Linked DNA regions of Mus musculus: region 2 is linked to region 1. Evidence: chromatin contacts called from public Hi-C data. All regions are on one chromosome and are shown on one strand. Each heading gives the region's core, a stretch centred on a gene start, on an enhancer-like site or on the middle of the called end of the contact. The rest is flanking DNA. Distances are from core to core; before and after follow the strand shown. Region 1 has its middle 32 kb from the start of Dck. Region 2 overlaps Slc4a4 (solute carrier family 4 (anion exchanger), member 4).

Region 1 (4,250 bases), core at 1,113-3,612:
TGTAAAGAGAGTACAGGGACTGTTTATAGAGTGGTTTGTTACTTAAGGCGTCTTTATATATTTTGTCATCCAGTTCTTAAATCCTTCTTTCTCAGCTAACAAAAATAGGTGATCTCTTTTGTCTGGATACATACCTGGTGTGTGATAATATAATAGTAAGTCTCCAAATATTGGCTTGACAGAAAATGAACTTATTGATGCAACTGTTGATACTGCTATGTACACATGCCTCACTACCCAGTGTGAAAATACCACTCTCAAGCTAGAGCTGAGTTCTTATATTTATTTTCATCATGATCTTTGCTTATTTGGTCTTTAGTTACATTTGTTAATTCATGTAACATGTAACTACACGTTGCTGCTGCTTAATTGGTCTGTAAGATCGTGGTAGATATGAATGGTGTTTATCCACCACCGAGTCCACTGCCATTGTCAGAGCATCATCCCTGGATGGGAATAAGAGTGCACATTATGAATTATCGGACCACAAAACCAGGAGTTTGGCTTTGCGACCGGTGGATGATGGATGCGATTTATACTTGATTGAGGTGGGAGTTGGGCTGGAGAGAGTGTCTTTTCTGTGGCTATGGTCAGTGGGAAGGCTATGCACCATGATACTTATGATCTGGGGCAAACCCAGAAAGATGTAAAGGAGAATTTGCTGTATCCCAGAACAAGGGACAAACCCAATTTCCCCCAGTTCTGGGCCTTTGAAAATATTTCCTGACCTCCTGCGCTTCATTAGCAGACTCCAACTCCTCCCTCAGTTTTCAGCTGTAGTTTTCTCCACGAAACTCTGGCCTAAGGCTGAATGAAGTGTCTCTCTTCTGTGTTAACCACAGCACCAAATACGCTCCTTCTTGCCACACATTATAAAATTGTGCTGTGCTGGCCTATTTTCATTATTGTTGTTTCTGTTTTTTTTTTTTTTTTCTCCTATGTGTGTGTTCTCTACTGATGCAAACTCCATGAAGATGGGGCTTATAGGTTTTTGTTACCATTTTACCATAAGTCAATAACGGGTAATCAGTTTTTGTTAACTCCATAAATGAAAGGGGAATAATGAGAAAGTAGAAGACTCTGAAGGTAATTGTCATCTACTGAGTATCTGTGAAGTGAGTCGGCCTTCACAGATGTTAATATTTAATCCTGGTAACAGTCTAAATAGGGCCACTGAGGTTCAAAGGACTTCACTTGGTGAAGTGACACTGCTTTGATTTGTTTGAGCCAGAATCTCGGAATGGAAAGCCTTTTTCTTCCCACCTGGAAACACTGCCTCTCTCACAACTTTATCTACGTAAATGGTTACAGGGTGAAAAACATCTGTATTCTCTCTAATAAACTTCTAAGATAGGCATTGTCGCCTGATTTATAGCCAGTGAAAGGCATTGTTTTTTTTAAAATGAGATACCCTAGATACAAGTGCTTTGCTTTGCTCCAATCTCACAGCTGCCTCCCTCTAGAGGACTCGCGCCTCCCCACAGTGAGACGGAAAAAGGTTTAAAGATTTCTAAGAGTCTTTCATGACAGAAACGACTCCAGAGAGATACACCTCAGAAGGGCTGGGATAATTTCTACATTTTCTTTGTCATTTTTCCTTCAAGAAAGCTGTTAACAAACTTGGGAATAATTGCTATTAATACTATCAAGTTCTCCCCCCCCCCCTTTGGTGTCTGATTTATTGATGGTTTCGTATCGCTGCGAACTCATTCAGCAGACTGTCCACGCAGTCCACTGCAGGATGATCTTGGATTTGAGGCAGGTCCTTCTGCTCTGCCACTGGCCCTCTCGGAAGCAGCTTGTCTACCAGTAACCTGGCTTTCCCGCAGTCCTTGGACTGCAGCTTCTGGCAGGAGGATCTAAAGGGCTTTCCCCAGAGGTCGTTGACTTAGGCCACTGTTGGCCTGACTTTCCTTTGCTCTTTACCCTCCCTGCGGTCCACTTCTGTTGAGAGGAGAGCGATCCGGGTTGCGATGTGGATGAGGAATGTCTGTTTCTGACAGCAACAAGCACATTTGGTGTGCAAAGGAACATAAATGCATTTTCTGGGTGTTGTCAGCCTGCTTGGCAGCTGCTTTAACACATAGAGGTCACAAAAAGGAAAGAATATGTCTTCCTAACTTCAGACATGTGTTCCAAGCAGATTTCAGTTCCCTGAGACCACAATGAACCAAACTTTCATTGTAATTTCTTAACATAATGTTACACTTAAATGACTTAAAGGCCAATTGCAAATTTGAGAAGAAATTGCTCTAAATCAAATACAATGCTTCCTAATATACATTTCGGCCACTGGTTCTTTTGTTCGGTGTCTTAGTGCTCTCTGTAAATGTTTGATGAAGCCACAGTTCATTATTGACTTTTCTTTGATCTTCCCACTAGTTAAAAATATTTGTGTTTCTGCTTTCCTTGTGACTTTGCGTTTGTGTTGTCTGGCGCTGGAATTTTCTGAGCTTGTGGGGGAGAGAAGGAGAGGAATGTGGATAATGTAGGCCCAAGTAGGTTGCGGCTGGATAAAAAGAAATCCTAGGCTAGCTTTTTAACAGTGGAGTTATAATTTATATAACGATTGTGAATTTAAGCTGAGATTGGTGGTACGTGCATGCTCAAAATCCAGTACTTGGAGGCAGAGGAACAGGGATCCAGAGTTTGATGTCATCTTGGGCCACATAGTGAGACCCTGTCTCAAAAAAAAAAAAAACCACCCAAAACCCAAAATAAAACGAAACAAAAAACAAACCAAATGAAACCAAGCACTATGAATATAAAACAGATTTTACACACACACACACACACACACACACACAAACAATAACTCAGCAGAATAATTTTAGTACCATACAGGTACCCAAGGGCACCTTCCTGGGAACAGTGAGCTACCAGAAAAGCCACGATGCTGAGTTTTGTCACTGTAACTTGGTGGTGTTAGGATCACCACACTTTTTTTTTATTGAACATCTAAAAATTACATTTACACATATATTTTGGAGTTGGGTGGGACAGGTGAGTACCCCGGCATGTGAACCGAGGTCAGAGGACAACTTGGAGTTACTTCTTTCCTTCTACCTCATGGACCCTGAGAATCGAACCCTGGTCAGCTGCCTTTACCACTTGAGTCTTGTTTTGTTCCAAAAGTGACATAGATCTTTTTCTTTTCATTTTATTGGGCAAAGTAAGTTGTATGACCAATCGCCAATGCAAAGGGAACTATAATACTACTCTGAGCCCACATAGAGAAAGACTGGATCCCCCCCTGCCCCCCCCGGCCCCCGAGACAGGGTTTCTCTGTGTACCCCTGGCTGTCCTGGAACTCACTTTGTAGACCAGGCTGGCCTTGAACTCAGAAATCAGCCTGCCTCTGCCTCCTGAGTGCTGGGATTAAAGGTGTATGCCACCACTGCCTGGCCAAAGACTGTTTTTTAAGATTAACATGGAAGAGGGATACCGTCTTACAAGTTTGATTTCTAGCAATATGATGAGGAAGATATTTGGGCTTCCCAGTTGTACTAAAAAGCAACCAAAGTTCTGAGTAGAATGTAAAACAATTACCGAATACTTTCATAAACAGAGAAAAAAAATCCCACTCAAGTCAGAACGACTGAAAAAGGGACCATAGAGACCAGGCTACAGAGTGGCCTCTGAGCTTTGGTGTAGTATGGGGTAAGAGGCTGAGAGCCAAAGTTCTGAGAAATCTTTAATAAACAGATCTGTCTACGCTATGAACAGCTTTCTTTTGCTGCCTCGGTTGCTGAGTAAGTTTCAGGCAGTCTGTAAATAGGTAGCTCATGGGGAAAAGGGACTAAGAGAAGAAATGGGTGGGAATGGATATGAGCAAGATACCTTGTAGGCATGTATAGAATTCTCAAAGAGCGAATAGAAATTCCAAAGTAACTGGTTTATGTTGTTAAATTTTGGTAGAATGACATGACTGGCACCTAGATTTTAATGTTCTCATCCAACAATATAAGAAACACATTTCCTCAATTTCCATAGTTTGGGGCTCAGTAAAGGCATTTCAACAAACAGTGATTACTTTTAACGTATCAAAATGCTATTTTCTATACTATTGAATAGAAACTATATGCATATTTCATAAAACAGAAAATCCATAAATGGACATACTATAACATCAACTATCTCTTCTTAATTTCCTGGTCATTGTTGCCTACCCAAAAGATTCATGAGTATAAGCCTTCCCCCACAAACACAAAGCATAACCAATGACAGTATTCGCAGCTCACTGTTTCTCC
Region 2 (4,102 bases), core at 213-2,712, 240 kb after region 1:
CCTCCCAGATGAATAAAATGAAGTTCATGACAGAGATTTATCTCATATGTGGTGGTATGGCATGAATTTCCCTTTTTCTCCACCTAGCAAACATATTTGAATTTATTTTCTCTCCTCTGAAAATCCCAGTGGATAGACATGTTTGGGCTGTGTGTAACAGGGTGCTGGGAACCCGGGTCTCACACATGCTAAACAAAAGCCTTACCACTGAGGGACATGCATTCCCTGAAGCACTGGTGCTGGTAGACAGTTTTATTCTAAAGAGAACAAACACTCTAGACTTGTCAAATTAGATGTGGTTTCTAGTGTGGGCCTAGACCCAATGCCATTCTTTTTTCCCCTTTAAGGTCTTGTACTTTTCAGTTGACTGATGCTTTTATTTAACTAAGAATATTCTACAACCAGCTTTGGCATTACTGTGGTTTGAGTCCCACTTTGAGAATTTTTGTTTGTTTCTACTCAAACAATGAAAATGCTTTCAGTAATAGAGGAGATGGTCCCTTTGGTTCTCAGATAGCAGGAATAACATATTATCAGCAAGAGAAGCCTTACTTAAGTGGGATTTAAAGTGGTGGTCAACTTTGTTCGCTTCTTCTGCATATTTTTTTTCTGTTTTTTTGTTCCTATAAGGTAAGGTAGAACTTTGAATTTTTCTGTGTTTGTTTTTTGTTTTTCCAAAATAGTGCACGAGCTGACGACTGTGCAGGGTAGACTTTTCATGTTGGATGAGGGTGTCTGACTGATGGAGAGACAGTGCTAGTCTTTTTAAAGGGTACTTTCAGAATCTGTCATTGTTAGCAAAAAACAACATTGAGGAAGACTGCAGTCATGAAATGGAATCAGTTACAATGGGTGAAGACGCCTATATTCTTCATTAAATATCCATTAAAGTAAACTGAGCTGGGTGGCCCGTGAGTGACTATAATCCCAGTACTTGAGAGATAGAGTCAGGAGTATCAGAAGTTCATGGCTACATAGTGAGTTTGATGCCAGGCTGGAATATGAGATTGTGTCCCAAAATGAAATAACACAAAATCAAACTGAAACCAAAGCAAAACAGGAACCTATTAGAATCAATTCTCAGGTGTCCAACACACAGAGATTAAGGAGTCGCCCTTAGTCTTGCTTTGATGATGGCCCAAAATCATAAGGAAGGGATGGAGTTTTCTTTCTTCTACTTCTTCAGGTGAGTTAGGATATTAGCTCTTTCAAAATGATCTCCTTACTCTCAGTTTCCCCTTCGTGGGTTTTTAGTGTCCGGAGCTGAACATCATCACTATTGCCTGGATATATGTAAAAGATCATCAACACTATGTAATCCAACCTGTGCTGCCAAACCTGCTGAAAACCAAGCCGTCACAAGTTCTCAGAAACATTAGCCAACAAAGGAAAAGGGCATCGGTGTGTCATGTCCAGGAACACGACGCAAACTAATGTTTATTTGTATTTCTGTTGGGCATGCTGACCCAGATCACCTCTGGGAAACCAGTTTTCAGGTCAGGGCCACAGAACAACGGCTTGCCCTTTACACTCTGAGTTTGCCGTCTCTGTAGTCTACAGATCTTTGGCTTTCTCTAGTGGATTACTCTGAAAAATTCCCTGTTGGACCAAATTTATCTTTTTTCCCTATAAGTAGATTATTTAGGGAATCTGATCACCCTTGTAATTAGACATCATTATATCTAGGTAATTATATGCAACACTTATCGCAGTTCATCTAGAAATTTATGAATTCTCCTTAAAATAGCATTTATCTATATAGGTACATACTAGCATTGACTTCTTTTATGTATCATGAACTATTTTTTTAATTAGCAAGAAATTAATTATTATTACATCAGTAGTTTTACACAGTTGGATTGTATTCTAGTACAAAGGTCATGAGGATTTTCCGCTATGGAGCTGGCAGGTTTTAAAGTTAGAGGTCTTGCCTTTACTTAATTATATTTAATCATATGATTGGAAAGTTGCAAAATTCAGTGATTCCCAGTGGGCCTTCTGTTTCTTCAACAAGTGAGCGAAGTGCTCTTTGGTTGGCAGCCACTCAAAGTGTATTAAACTGCAGAGTACTTTATCATTATTCTTCTAAGACCTTGGAATAAATAAAATTCACCCAATAAACCGCCCCTCCAAGGGTACAACTATTTTGTAATCACAAGCCTTTAAAAAGTCAGCTTTTTAAGATTAATTTTCTTGTAGCATGTCACGTACTGAAACAAGAGGAAAAAAAAATGCCAGAAATCCATTGCAACCGTGGAGCTATTCATAGTTATTGTGAAGGGTCGGTGCTGGCTTTCAGTTCATGCCACAGTGAAAGTGTCTGTTTTTTAAAAAAAAAAACATAATTACATGGGTCGAAAGCACCTTTGTAGAATGTCTGGCGCTTGGATAGTCTGAACTTTGTTCTTTCTGCCTTAGCCTTCTTTTTAATGGATGTTGATTTGAATTGAGGAGTGTTGGTGCTTTGTTTTTCAAGTTTGTCCTTGACGTGTGAGGCATGCAGACAGAGCATGTACTGACTCTGGGATGAAAACTATCTACAGGAAATTTAAACGGGCATATTGGTATAACCATCCTTGGAACAAGTAGAGTGGTAGACTCATTTGATAGGCATTATATCCGAGTCCCCATGTGCTGTTAGCTATGTTATACCTTCATCAGAGCATTCAATATTAATGGAAGTTGAAGTGCAATGGATGTTAAAGTTAGGCATGAGCTAGGAATAGGAATAAACAGTGGGCTATCTGTGAAACTCCACTTCCTTTCCTTATGGTGATCTTGACCTGCAGGGTAGGTGGGATCCATCAGGGTGAACAGCGCTCTTCTGAAAGTCCAGCCCAGTTGGAAGTTATGATTTCTTATTGATCTTGAAGAACTTATCCTGATTCCTGCATTAAGTCAGTTAGTTACCAGCAATATATGTTGCAGAGAGGGTTAAAGGAAAGGCCAGAAAGAGATTCAGTGAATTATGCCCCTTTTTGAAAAGTTTCTTAAGCATATATTGCTTAGCTAATTGAGGATTGTCTTAGCTTATCCAGGCTGCTCTGACAGAATACCATAAACCATATCTCTTACACACAGTAGAAACTTGCTTCTCCTTGTTCTGGAGTATATAAAGTCCAAGACTAAGGGCTTTGCACATTCGGTGTGGTGGGGCCAATGTGCTCTCGATGGTACTTCTAAGTTGCAAAAGGTCTTGCCCTGGGTACTAGAATTTCAACATACAAAGCTGGATATGGTGGCTCTATCTATAATCCCAGCACATGGAGAATTGAAGCAGAAGGATTGCCACGAGTTCAAGGCTAGGCTGGACTACTGAGTAAGAATATCTCAAAACCCAACCCAACAAAAACTACCCCAAACCCATAAGACTTCAACATATAAGCTAAAAATATTTATTATTTACTTATAGTGTGTATGTGTGGCTGTAATGATTAGTTCTCATTCAGGCTATACGGTTGGCAATACAGATATACAGAGACTGATAAATGGGAACTCATCTAAGAAAGACGAGGGGTTTTTCCATGGGATGGGTCTCAGATTGGGCCAGTCATTGGTTGGCCATTTGCTCAGTCTCTGCTCCCTCTTTGTGCCTGAATTGTTTGGGGTTGTTAAGTTTTGTAGGTGGGTTTTTGTCTTTATCTCTCTACTGGGGGTCCTGCCTAGCTACAGGGGCAGACACTTCAGGTTCTGTATCCCTGTTTCTAGGTGTGTGGACTAAAGTCTCCCAAGTAGTCTCCTTGGAGCCTCCCCCATCCCAGGTCTCTGGCACATCCTGGGCCTGAGGGAAGAAAGTTGAGGGGAAATGAATGAAGCTGTCTGAAACATTACACACTACAGGTTCTATATGACCCTTACCATTTATCTTGGGCTTAAATTCTGTTGTTCAAGATTCTTAGCAAGCAAGAATATTCTTAGAAAGGCAACACAGGTGTCCACTCTATGGTCTATTTCTAGGTAGTCCTGATCTGATACCATATATATATACTATGGAGTTTTCTATCTCCTGGAGTCTGATCTTGGGCTATGCATTAAGACAGATGTACTAAAACTGTCCATGGAACAACTTCTACAGCAGGCTTAAAGATTCTGTGAGAAAGCA

What was found. A called contact is a pair of places that touch in the nucleus more often than the background predicts.
Region 2: a Hi-C map of liver shows a contact between it and region 1, with 4 times the contacts expected there. The contact joins two enhancer-like sites. A contact is called at or near these places in 4 of 484 Hi-C or Micro-C datasets (all in liver), 2 of 115 datasets of contacts at active chromatin or transcription factors (hepatocytes and liver) and 1 of 9 other capture datasets (embryonic stem cells).

What each region holds. Positions count from the first base shown.
Region 1 is chr5:88,794,944-88,799,193 of GRCm38.p6, forward strand. It overlaps a transcript of Slc4a4 not described here. Among named protein-coding and RNA genes, the nearest start is that of Dck, 32 kb to the left of the region's middle. Within about 2 kb of position 2,363, at least 8 of the 459 cell types and tissues checked have an H3K27ac peak or open chromatin away from gene starts, as enhancers often do. A contact at or near this core is called in hepatocytes and liver, where this site is marked.
Region 2 is chr5:89,031,444-89,035,545 of GRCm38.p6, forward strand. All of the region lies in intron 4 of Slc4a4 (solute carrier family 4 (anion exchanger), member 4), which reads left to right. Among named protein-coding and RNA genes, the nearest start is that of Slc4a4, 150 kb to the left of the region's middle. Within about 2 kb of position 1,463, at least 11 of the 459 cell types and tissues checked have an H3K27ac peak or open chromatin away from gene starts, as enhancers often do. A contact at or near this core is called in hepatocytes and liver, where this site is marked.